3 separate regions of the Sus scrofa genome follow, and regions 1 and 2 are each linked to region 3. A link is a contact called in public Hi-C data. All regions are on one chromosome and are shown on one strand. The core of a region is the stretch at or near the end of the contact, and the rest is flanking DNA. Distances in the headings are between cores, read along the strand shown.

The links. A called contact is a pair of places that touch in the nucleus more often than the background predicts.
Region 1: a contact with region 3 is called in a Hi-C map of liver, with 11 times the contacts expected there. The contact joins two enhancer-like sites. A contact is called at or near these places in 2 of 47 Hi-C or Micro-C datasets (liver and skeletal muscle).
Region 2: a contact with region 3 is called in a Hi-C map of liver, with 7 times the contacts expected there. The contact joins two enhancer-like sites. A contact is called at or near these places in 5 of 47 Hi-C or Micro-C datasets (liver and skeletal muscle).

What each region holds. Positions count from the first base shown.
Region 1 is chr6:33,341,386-33,344,971 of Sscrofa11.1, forward strand. No RefSeq gene overlaps it. Among named protein-coding and RNA genes, the nearest start is that of SALL1, 390 kb to the right of the region's middle. Within about 2 kb of position 1,621, at least 1 of the 83 cell types and tissues checked has an H3K27ac peak or open chromatin away from gene starts, as enhancers often do. A contact at or near this core is called in liver, where this site is marked.
Region 2 is chr6:33,427,050-33,430,773 of Sscrofa11.1, forward strand. LOC110260961 (a long non-coding RNA gene) reads right to left here. Exons shown (of 3, transcript XR_002344610.1): 2 at 1,579-1,730. Among named protein-coding and RNA genes, the nearest start is that of SALL1, 300 kb to the right of the region's middle. Within about 2 kb of position 1,947, at least 16 of the 83 cell types and tissues checked have an H3K27ac peak or open chromatin away from gene starts, as enhancers often do. A contact at or near this core is called in liver, where this site is marked.
Region 3 is chr6:33,942,306-33,945,589 of Sscrofa11.1, forward strand. No RefSeq gene overlaps it. Among named protein-coding and RNA genes, the nearest start is that of CYLD, 180 kb to the right of the region's middle. Within about 2 kb of position 1,351, at least 9 of the 83 cell types and tissues checked have an H3K27ac peak or open chromatin away from gene starts, as enhancers often do. A contact at or near this core is called in liver, where this site is marked.

The DNA.
Region 1 (3,586 bases), core at 371-2,870, 600 kb before region 3:
ACAGACTAGCTGGTTCTTTCTAGAATGATGGTGGGAGTGTCAACAGGGCCGGAGGAAACATGTGTGACTTCTCAAGACCTGGGCTCAGACTGGCGCTTCCAACTGTCTATCATTGGCCCAAACAAGGATGTGGCCACACCTCAAGTCAAGGGGTAAATTCTGCCCCCAGTGAGGCTATAGCAAGAGTATGGAGGAAGCAAGGAGTCAAGAAAGTTATCATAGGGACAGTAAAAGTACTTTCTCACTGCATCCTTCTGACAGTTGGTTAAGAAAGTGCATATATTTGTGCTGTCTGTGCCCGCTTAGAACAGCAGGGTATACCTAGAGGTGGGTATACTTGGGGACCTCTCCTGGGTGAAGCAGCAATGATGGATTAAGCAGCAATGAGGGTTTCCCTTGTCGATTTGGGCAGTTGTTACAGAAGGCGTCTCCTGGAGGTGAGGACCTGTGTGGTCTTCCCGCATCCATCAGTTTCTGGCTTCCACGTACAGTAGTGACCCTCATCTCACACATAAAAAGAAGCAAATGGATTTGATTAGCAAATACTCGCATCTGCATCCTAATGGACGTCTCTGGGACTTCCTCATTTCAGAAAATTCCGTTTTAATACACAGCACAGTAGTTAAAAGAATGCGCTCTCCCATCGGCCGTCCAAACCCTCCCAAACCAGAGAGAAACATCCACCATTTTCCCGTCAGCTCCGTCAGCAGGATCTAGACCTCCGTGTCCAGGCCCAGGCTAGAAGTTCCTCTTCCTGCATTTGATTCATGCCGTGAATCAAAACACTTAAAATAGGAGGCAAAATGCCCCCAGCGGTGCCCAGTCCAGATGTCCTTACGCCATGGACCTGCCTACTTCTTGCCAGGACCCCCGAGCAGCGAAGCCCACTCTGAGGCTGCTGCATCTGAACTCAATTGCAGCCAAGGAGGCCACCATTTGACCAGCTAAAAAGTCTGACCAGTTGGCACATTGCTGTCTCCAAATGAGCCGGCAGGAAATGGGGTTTCCTAAAACTTGGTTTTAAAGCACTTACAACAGGAAACCATTTCCCATGCATGTTAGATCTCTCTAATGACTGACTAACGAGAAACAGGCTATCTTAATACTCTGCCCCAAGCCATTACAAATGGCTTTCTTTCCAGACTTCATTAGAATATTTACTGCGATTTGGATAGAAGACTTTTGACACTGCAGTCATAAAATTTACAGGGGACTTTTTTTTTTTTCAGTCTAAGAAGAGACTTGGAAGAAATGGGGAAACTCCTCGGCTCCCCCAGCTACCATCTCCTTCATTAGTGGTCTTCAAGTCCTGTGACCTCTAGTTAAGAAAATAAACATCCCTGGGATAGTCCAATAAATTGCCTTCAGAAAAAAAACAGCCTTCGTCAACGCTCGCCTCTTCTGTATATATGTGGCAAGAAAGAGAAAATGCACAGTGTGGGTCCGTCTGTGCTAAACACTGTTGAGGTTGTTACTAAATCGTGGCAACCACGTTGGGAACAAGCAAGATCATCATCCCTGGCTCACCTTTGAATAAACGTGGGGCCAAAGTTACCAGAAGTCACACAGCGAGTGAGTGACAGAGCTTGGAATGGATCCACGTTGATCCAGTTGAAACACAGCTCCTCTAATATCTCCCTCACTGCTTACGCCTACCCTCAAACAGACCCAGTCTACACAGGCAGCAGCTGCTCTGTGCAAAAGAGCTGTGGACTCACTTTTACCTTGTTTTGAATTTCATGCATCTAGTGCCTTCCTGAAAATCATCAACCAGCGTCCAACAAAATTGACATTAAGTCTCTACCCAGAGAAAAGTCATCCTGGGATCCTGTGCAGTAATATTTGTAGTCATGCAATATTCAGTGGCAGTGGTGGCTGCCAAGTAGGATGACAACCCAAGGCAAGGAAACGTAAAGCCGGGTGAGTGAAAGGGAGGCCGTATCTTCAGGAAAGCGGGTTGGGAAGAGACACTGATTTTGACGGTGTGGTCAGGGAAGAATTCTGATGAGAGAGCGTTTGTGGAGAGACCTGAATCAGCAGAGGCAGAGAAAAGCTATGAAATGTTTTGGAGGACTGTTCTAGAGTGAATGAACAGGAAGGATTGGGGCTCCACAGTTGAAATGTGTGGCCCAGGGATCTCTGATGGTGTCTCTGTAGTCGAAGGTTGCATTGATAATCTGAAGTATTCCACGTTCTCTACGTAGGCTATGTCAACACACCGGCATTCATTCATCCTATGGTGTGTCCCACGTCAGAGACCTGTTCAGTGAATCTCACATTAGTGCCTTGGTTTCTGTCCCAGGATGTTGGGAGAAGGCTTCTCCACTCTCAGTAATGCTCTGTGGAACACCTCTTTCTCTAGGATGCTCTGTGTATTTAGAGACAAGAGAAAGGTGATCACTCCTAAAAACAATGTGCTTTCTCTCAGTAAGTAATAAAGAGCAATTGATCCATCATGTTTCTCCATTTCTGCCTTGATTCCTAGGAAGCTCAACATTAAATTGAGTATTCGATTCGGCAAAGTTAGCCTTTAAGACTTTTGAAGAGTTCTAACGCTTAATCTTATATCTACTTTTTATTGCAAGCATCCTCTAGTCCTTTTGGAACTGGTGTGTAAATAGCACATATACATAAAATAATATAAGGCAAGAACATAAGTATTAATTTACCTTAAAAAAATAACATTTGTGAATAGCCCACTGGATACTTTTTCCGTTTACATGGAGGCCAACCACGCAACTCGCTTGGATCAGAAAAAGAATCTATTTCGCAGATTCATAAGCTAAGGCCCCCATGAATGAATGAACCAATGAATCACATTTTCTGGTATCCACATCCTTATGTAGCTTCCTCTCACGTGAACACTGCGTTCGGCCATGTGACTTTTCTTTAGCCACTGGGACATCGGCAAATATGCTTCAAGCAGATGCTCGATAAGCTATCACAGCTATTAGGATTTGCCCTCTTGAAATGTGGCTCCCACCATGTGAGACAGCCAGGTCCAGCCTCACTGACGATAAAAGACCACATAGAATGACCCAACTCATAGCTTTCCCGGTTGAGCCCACCCCACACTGATTCTTCAGCTTCATGAGTGAGCCCAAGCAATGGGAATTAACAGATCCTCATTTCAAGCCTCGAAGTTTTAGAGGATCTTGTTACATAGCAATAGATGACAGATACATGTGTCTGAAGTCTTCTTTTAAGGCTAAAATTCTAGACAATTCTTACTAAGTATCTGAGTCCAGCAATCGCTTATATGCCTTAGAACACTGAGTGTCCTTGCAGGACTTATCTTGCCAGGAAGTAAGACATACCAACAAAAACACCTATTTGCCTATCTTCTGAGAGCCTACTACATCTAAGGAATCTCTTTTGAGCTACGGGTGACATTGATAAAAAACTATATAATCACTATCCTCAAAGAACTTAGTAGACTATAAAGCCAAAATAATTTAGACAGTCTGGGATTTCAAGAGAAACAGATGAATAAAAAATAGAATAGGAAGTCTAGAAACATATCCCAATAAAAATAAGCATGTAGTATATCTTAAAAGTCCCAAACCCTATCAATGGCATTTAAAAT
Region 2 (3,724 bases), core at 697-3,196, 510 kb before region 3:
AAATTTCCCAGCAAAGATCGTATCTGGAGCTTCTTTTGAAAGAAAGATTCAGACTTGGTGGCAGCGGCCTGGGCTTCTGTGCCGCCACGTTGAAGGCGCTGCGTCACTACAGCTCCTGGAGCTGAACGAGCCCTTCATCTTCCTTGGGTGGTTCCAGCACTTCTATAACCAGCGTGGCCTCTGCATTCCTGGCCTTCGTGGAGTCGTCTCCTTCTTCCTCAGGACCCTCTGGAGGTCCCTCGACCATGGGATCACCCCAACCACCCAGGAGGGAGGGGCCACCAAGCGGATGGATCCCATTTCACTGATGGAGAGACCCCACCCCAGGGGGGGTGCAGGCTGTGCCTGAGAGACCGCTTCCCCCTTCCCCTGACCCCACCTCCGCTTGTTTCTGAGGGAGGTTATTTCCCCAGCTCGGTTCAGGTGTTCCTGGCTTTGTGTCTCCACGCAAGAATTGGATGGAGCTCTGTTTGGCTTCGCGGCCCCCTTCCTGACAGCGCCGTTTAATGGACGAACAGTTTGTCTTATTCCTCTGCCCGGGTTTCTTCACATTGTGTCGGGTTATCAGCCCTCCCCTGCAGATCATATTACAGCTTGTGCCGGGGCTGGACCCTCAGCAGGGTTCACTCTAAAGCAGATCCTTATCGTTACTTCAGTGATAAATAGAGAGGCGCTGGGAGCCCACGGTCGGGTTATTTATGTAGCTTCTCTGTGGATCATGTTTTATACAGCCAGGCCTTCACGTCAGGCCTCTCCCCTCTCCCCATCCAGCTTAGGTTGCATTCAGGAACTAAACACCCACAGCCCCTTAAATAATGTTAACTTAATAGCTGACGTTTTTATGAAATAAGTCTGTGTGGAAGAGGCAGAAGTGGGATGATGCAGACACAGCGCTGGAGCTGGGTTTCAGTGTGTGTGTGTGGTAAAGGGGAGTTGAGAGGATTTTGCAGGTTTATTCCAAACCCATGGAGAATGCTTTGCTTTCGGGGGAAGTCTCTCTTGGAAGTCTATGGTTTTTAAAAGGAAACACGAAAAAGAGTTGGAATTAAACGATGCATAATGCTTCTTGGGGAGGTGGGCAAATGATGGATGAGACGTCTTTCATGGAAGTGGGGGGGTTGTGTGTGGTTGGCGGGGGTCGTTCTCTCTGTGAAGTATCTTGGACCAAACCATCCCGATGGGGGTTGGGGTCGGGTTGGAGGGCACGGGTGGCCTCTGGTGGCACCTTATTTCCATCCTGTTCCTCAAATCCAAACTTTGGACATTTTCCTCAACTGGAGCTACACACACAATTCTCCGTGTGTGTGTGTGTGTTGGGTATGTTAAATGCGTGATTTTGCCAAAAGTCACCATCCGCTGTAGCCAGCTTATTTTGGGTGAACCATCTTAGGGCATTTCTTCCTTTTTGAAAACACCAGCAGCCTCAGATTTGGAAGGAGCATCAACAGCTTTCAACTGTCAAGTCCACCGGGGACATCTGGGGGCACAAGGTCACCTTCAGAGCCCCCACCCCCGCCAGTTAGAATTTGAAGAAAGAGGTAGAGTCTTGTTTTCAATAGCCCCCAACCTGAATTGTACCTTCCAGTGGAGGCAGGAAGAATAGCCTTTTGATGAGTTCCACAGTCGGAATGCAAATTCTCTCCCATCTCCTGGATACCTGGGCCTGCCCCATTTCTCTTTACTGTATTCTGCTTAGCTCGTGCACAGAATGGCAAAAACAAAGAGTCTTTCTGCAAAAGAAAAAGAAGAGGAAAGAGTGAATTTTGTACCCTCTTCTGAGCCCTCCCCAAATCCCCGCTCCAGGGCCTCAGCAGGCAGCAGGGTGCACGACGCATGTGGTGGCTCTTGCTGTGTGTTGCTAACCACCAAAAGGATGACACCATTCCTGGAGTCAGGCCTTCAACCCAGCAGCTGGGGCAGACTTGGCAGTGCTTCCCAGGCTGGGCATCTGGGAAAAGGCCCGGGAGCGAGGACATCCTGATTGCACTTTCAATGAAACGCCTCCTGGCTGACTCAGAAATGCAAGATGAACTTTGGACAGGGACGGCTTTAGTAGCCCTCTTGCTGAGTCATAAAGCCTGGCTGTGAGGATCCCTGCCTCGAAACATCCACATGCTGCCAGATTGGAGTCAGAAAAGACTTCCCCCGAAGGGAAGGGAGCACCAGAGGCACCAGGATGGTACAAAGGCAGCTCAGAGGTCTGGAAGTTTTAGAGAAGCCAGGGGTGCCATTCAGGGTCAATCCTTAAAGACACGGGACAGGCACAAAGGTAAGGCTCTGATGTGGGACAGTTGTGTGCCTGGCCCAGCAACTAGAAGATTCTTCACCAGCAGATGCAAATAGTATATACAGGATGGATCAGCAACAAGTCCAGCACAGGGAATTCTATTCAATCCCCTGTGATAAACTGCAATGGAAAAGAATATGAAGAGAATATGTATATGTATATATATATATGTATCACTTTGCTGTATGATAGAAATAAACACAACATTGTAAATCAATTATACTTGAATAAAATCTTTTTTATTTTTATTTTTTGCTTTTTAGGGACATACCCACGGCACATGGAAGTTCCCAGGCTAGGGGTCAAAGGAGAGCTGTAGCTGCTGGCCTACACCACAGCCACAGCAATGCCAGATCCGAGCTGCCTCTGTGACCTACACTGCTAATGTGGAACCTTAACCCACTGAGCAAGACCAGGGATCAAACCCATGTCCTTATGGATACTAGCTGATTTCTAAACTTTTTAAAATGATGGTGGTTATGGACACTGAAAAGATTTGATCAAGAGTTATCAAGAAACACATTCCTTCACTATGGATGACTTATATTTATGACTCCTATATAAGTACTGACTTGTGCCAGGCACCGCTCTGAGCATTTTAAAAGGGTTAATTTAGGGAGTTGCCGTCATGGCTCAGTGGAAACTAATCTGACTGGTATCCATGAGGATGGAGATTCAATCCCTGGCCTTGCTCAGTGGGTTGGGAATCTGGTGTTGCCATGAGCTGTGGTGTAGGGCGCAGACAAGGCTCAGATCCTGCATTGCTGTGGGATCCTGTGTTGCTGTGGTTGTGGTGTAGGTTGGCAGCAATAGCTCCAATTCGACCCCTAGCCTGGGAACCTCCATATGCTGTGGGTGTAAAAAGCAAAAAAAAAAAAAAAAAAAAGAATAAAAAGGGGGTACTTTCTTTGGGCCTCATCACAACCTTATCTGTTTGACGGATCTGGCAACCATGCCCTTGAGAGGTTCAGCAACTTCCCTGAGCTCACATAACTTCCACATGGAACTCAAACCCAGTGGCCTGGCTCAGGTCCGTGAAACTCTTGGAGACCCCGGCAGCCAAGCACAGATCCATCACTCCTGGGCTTTCCGCCTTCACAGGGGCCGTGTTTAAGAATGATACCCCGAGGCAGGCCTCTGCTGTCGTTTGCAGGGTTCGCCCCCATCCCTGCTGCCTTAAATCTGTAATTCTCCTCCCTGACCACCCCTTCTTTGATCTGAAATGTCCATGGAGCATTTATGGCTTGTCTTTCTAGTTGTGTCTATCGGCTGGATTAGATTACTGCTCTCCTATCGTGCCCCATCTCTTGTATTTTGGGTCATCACTTCCCATCTGCTTCCCTGGTGACTCTGTTTTATGTATCTGCTTCTAAGTGTGCACACTCAGCTCTAGGATCCCCTCATGTACCTGCCTGCTCATGATCCCCTGCAGTCTCC
Region 3 (3,284 bases), core at 101-2,600:
GATGCCAGTTTGTAAGCCCATGTGAGGGGCAGGGAGGCTGGCACATCCTTCATGCTGAATCAGCTCAAGTATTTTCCACGGCCCCCGGCTGTGCATTCACTCAGAGCAGGTTGGAGCAAGGTGAGCAAGGTGGCGGGGAGCTGCTGAGCCCCTCTGGGTTCTGGCAGGTCAGAGACAAGACTGAAGGACCAGGCAGCTGGAGAGGGGCTCCGGGGGCTTGGGGCGGGTATTAGTCAGCGTTCTCCAGAAGCAATGGGATAGAGACCAATGCAACCAACAGGATACATATAAGTAGAAAGAAAGGGAGAAAGGGAGAAAGGGGGGGGGGGGGAAGCAGGGAGGGAGGAAAGCGGGGGGGCAGGGAAGAGGGAGGTAGGGAGGCAGGAAGGCAGGCCAGCCAATGGAGAGCAGACGAAGACTGATGTCCCAGCTCAAAGTGCAGGCAGAGAGGACACGCTCCTCCTTCTTCCCCATTTTTGCTCTATTCAGGCCTCCATGGATTGCATGGTGCCCGCCCCCACTGGGAGGGCAATCAGCGTTACTCAATCGCTGATTCAAATGCTAATCCCATCCAGAAACACCCTCACAGATACACCCAGAAATTATGTTTCCTCTGGGAGCCCCGTGTCCCCTCAAGTTGACACACAAAATCAACCATCACAGGGGCCCTTCCCAGGAATCGAACCTTCTGCTCCAGTGGGAAGGGCACCACCCTCGCCCTCGCTGCCCCTTCCTAGATTCACAGACTGTCAGAGCAGGAAAGGTGCCAAGAGATGGCTAATGGGGGAGTCACACACCCAGGACCAGACAGGTCACCAGTGTGGGAGACTGGACCTGCTGGGGCCCCCAGGGGGGTGATGGCCCGTGGACCCACCTGGGGAGCAAATGCACTCATCCACGGTCACCTGTAATATTGTGTCAAATACAAAGCCGCTCCCAGCAGGCCAGACTCAGTCTTCTGCTTCTCAAGTCAATTCTCTGATGCTCCTGCTGAAAACTCTGACCCCTAGAGCGAGGCGGGGCCACTCCGGACCACATGCTGAGAGCTGAGTCACATTGAGATGAGAGCCCAGCTCTGCTCACGCTCGGACCACCGTCTTTATTCCTTTATCGAATCAGCCAGCTCTGCACCAGCCAGGCAGCATGAGACACGGTCTCTGTCTCCAAGGAGCTCTGGGGTTCTGGACAGAGCAGCGCTAGAAGGACCACAGAGAAAGCCCCATTATACAGGCAGAAAAACTGAGAGTCGCGGAGAGGACGAAGCTCTGGCAGAAAAACGGAGGGTGTCAGGCAGAACGAGGACTTGAGCTGAAATATGACTTGCGTGCGGGCGTGTTGGGGTGAGCGGGCTCATTTGTTTCAAGCCTTCCGTGAAGACAGAGCTGTCCCTGGTATAGCGCAGGTATTGGCTCAGTATACGGTTTGGGGTCGATGACAAACCGAGGGTCCTGCTTTGGGAATGTGCAGGCTGGGAAGAGGGTCTCCTGGCACCCACTTCCCCCTGGAAAGCTTCTGGCACTGTCAACATTTCCCCCCAATTCCTGAGGATTTCCCTTTGGGTGCCAAGCTCGACACGTCCTCTTTGAATTCATAATGAGTACGGACTAAGCAGAAAGCAGCCCAAGGTGAGTCATTCATTAATCATAAACAAAACAGTCCCCGATCAAGGACACATCAGCACACACCATAAAAAGGGAAGGGAGGGGGAGGGTTGCCCAATCTCTTTATTTAATATTAACCACATTATGTTTTTGCATTTGAGTTCTGAGAAAGATTGCTCTCCTTTCCTGGGTGTTGTATGAACTCAATCCAAAGTCAATTTTTCTGGGATACGCGGGTGCCCGCTTCACGAGGGCTGAGGGTGAGTGGGGGGACTTTGGAGCCCCGGGCACTCACACTGGATGGATGCCCAGGCGGCAGGGCCACCTCCTCCTCGAGGTCTGAGAGGGCCTTATCCTCGACCACTTTTCCAGCGTTGCCTGATACATACGGAGGGACCACAGGTGACCATGGCGAGGGCCCGTCCTTGGGAGGCGCACGTTTAATGGCAGCGTAATCATAAGTGCTGAGTACTTGGCGAAAGCCACCTGTTGATATGGCTGGGCTGTGGCCCGTGGGGGCGAGGAGGTGAAGGGGACACGGACGGTAGTGTGAATATCACGCGGCTGGAGATTGCTCCACCACAATTACATTTTTTTTCTCCTTTGCTCCGCCCAAGGGGTCTGTGGATGGCGATAGGACAAGAGATGTGGTCCCATTTCATAGGTGGGCAAGCTGAGGCTCCAAGTGCGGAATAGTGTCCAGCAGGGCTCTTCCCATTCCCCACACCACCTGTGAAACAGCTTGGCAGAGGGCCCCAGGCTCCTAAGGGGCAGCTGTTACTTCACGACTGAGCTTCTGCCCCTCCCAGGGCTGCTCGTGTCTGCCCGAGGTGGGGAACTTTGGGTCCTTTGTCCTGGCAGCCGTGCCTGAGCACCCGCTTCCCTCCCTGGCACTCGGCTCCACGGTCTCCCCCCAGCTGGGGATGTGGCTGAGCTCTGCCATGCCCCCTGATGAGAGTGTGCACCTGCCGACTGGCAGGGGCACACCCCCAAGGCAATTTGCACAGCATGAGGGTACTGGGATCCAAAGGTGAAATTCAGGAGTTTGCCCCAAAAAAGCCCCGAGATGGAGGGGAAGGAGAGGGAGGTGAGAGTAAAATTTGACACAAATTACCTGGTGCTTGCTGGAGCGCAACGAGGCAGTGGAGCTGCCAGGGCAAGTCCGGTTGGTGCCATCTCGGCGGAGCAGAGAGGCCAGCCTCGGGGGGCGGGGGGAGGCACTGCCGTGGACTTGGAGTGGAGGGACATCACGTGGAACTCCAAGGACATCAGAACTGGCAGGTTCGGAGGGGCTTTCTTGCCTAGGTGTTCCAGATATCAGATGCCTGGCAGGGCTGCAGTAGTATCACCTGGAAGCTTGCTAAAAATGCAGACGACTGGGTCTTCACCTTTAGAAATCCTGAATCAAAAAATTGGGGATAAAATAAATAAGTCCTGGGGAAGTAAAGGAAAGCAAAGCGGCTATAGTTAATGATGCTATATTGCATGTTTGAAAGGTACTTTGCAAGTAAACCTTGAACGTTCTCATCACAAGAAAAAGCATTGTAACTGTGTGGTGGTGGAGGTTTACTAGGCTTATTTTGGTGATCATTTCCTATGACATACAAGTATGGAATCAATGTGCTATACACCTGAAACTCCTGTAATTAAAAAAAAAAGAAAAAGAAAATATTTGGGGCGCAG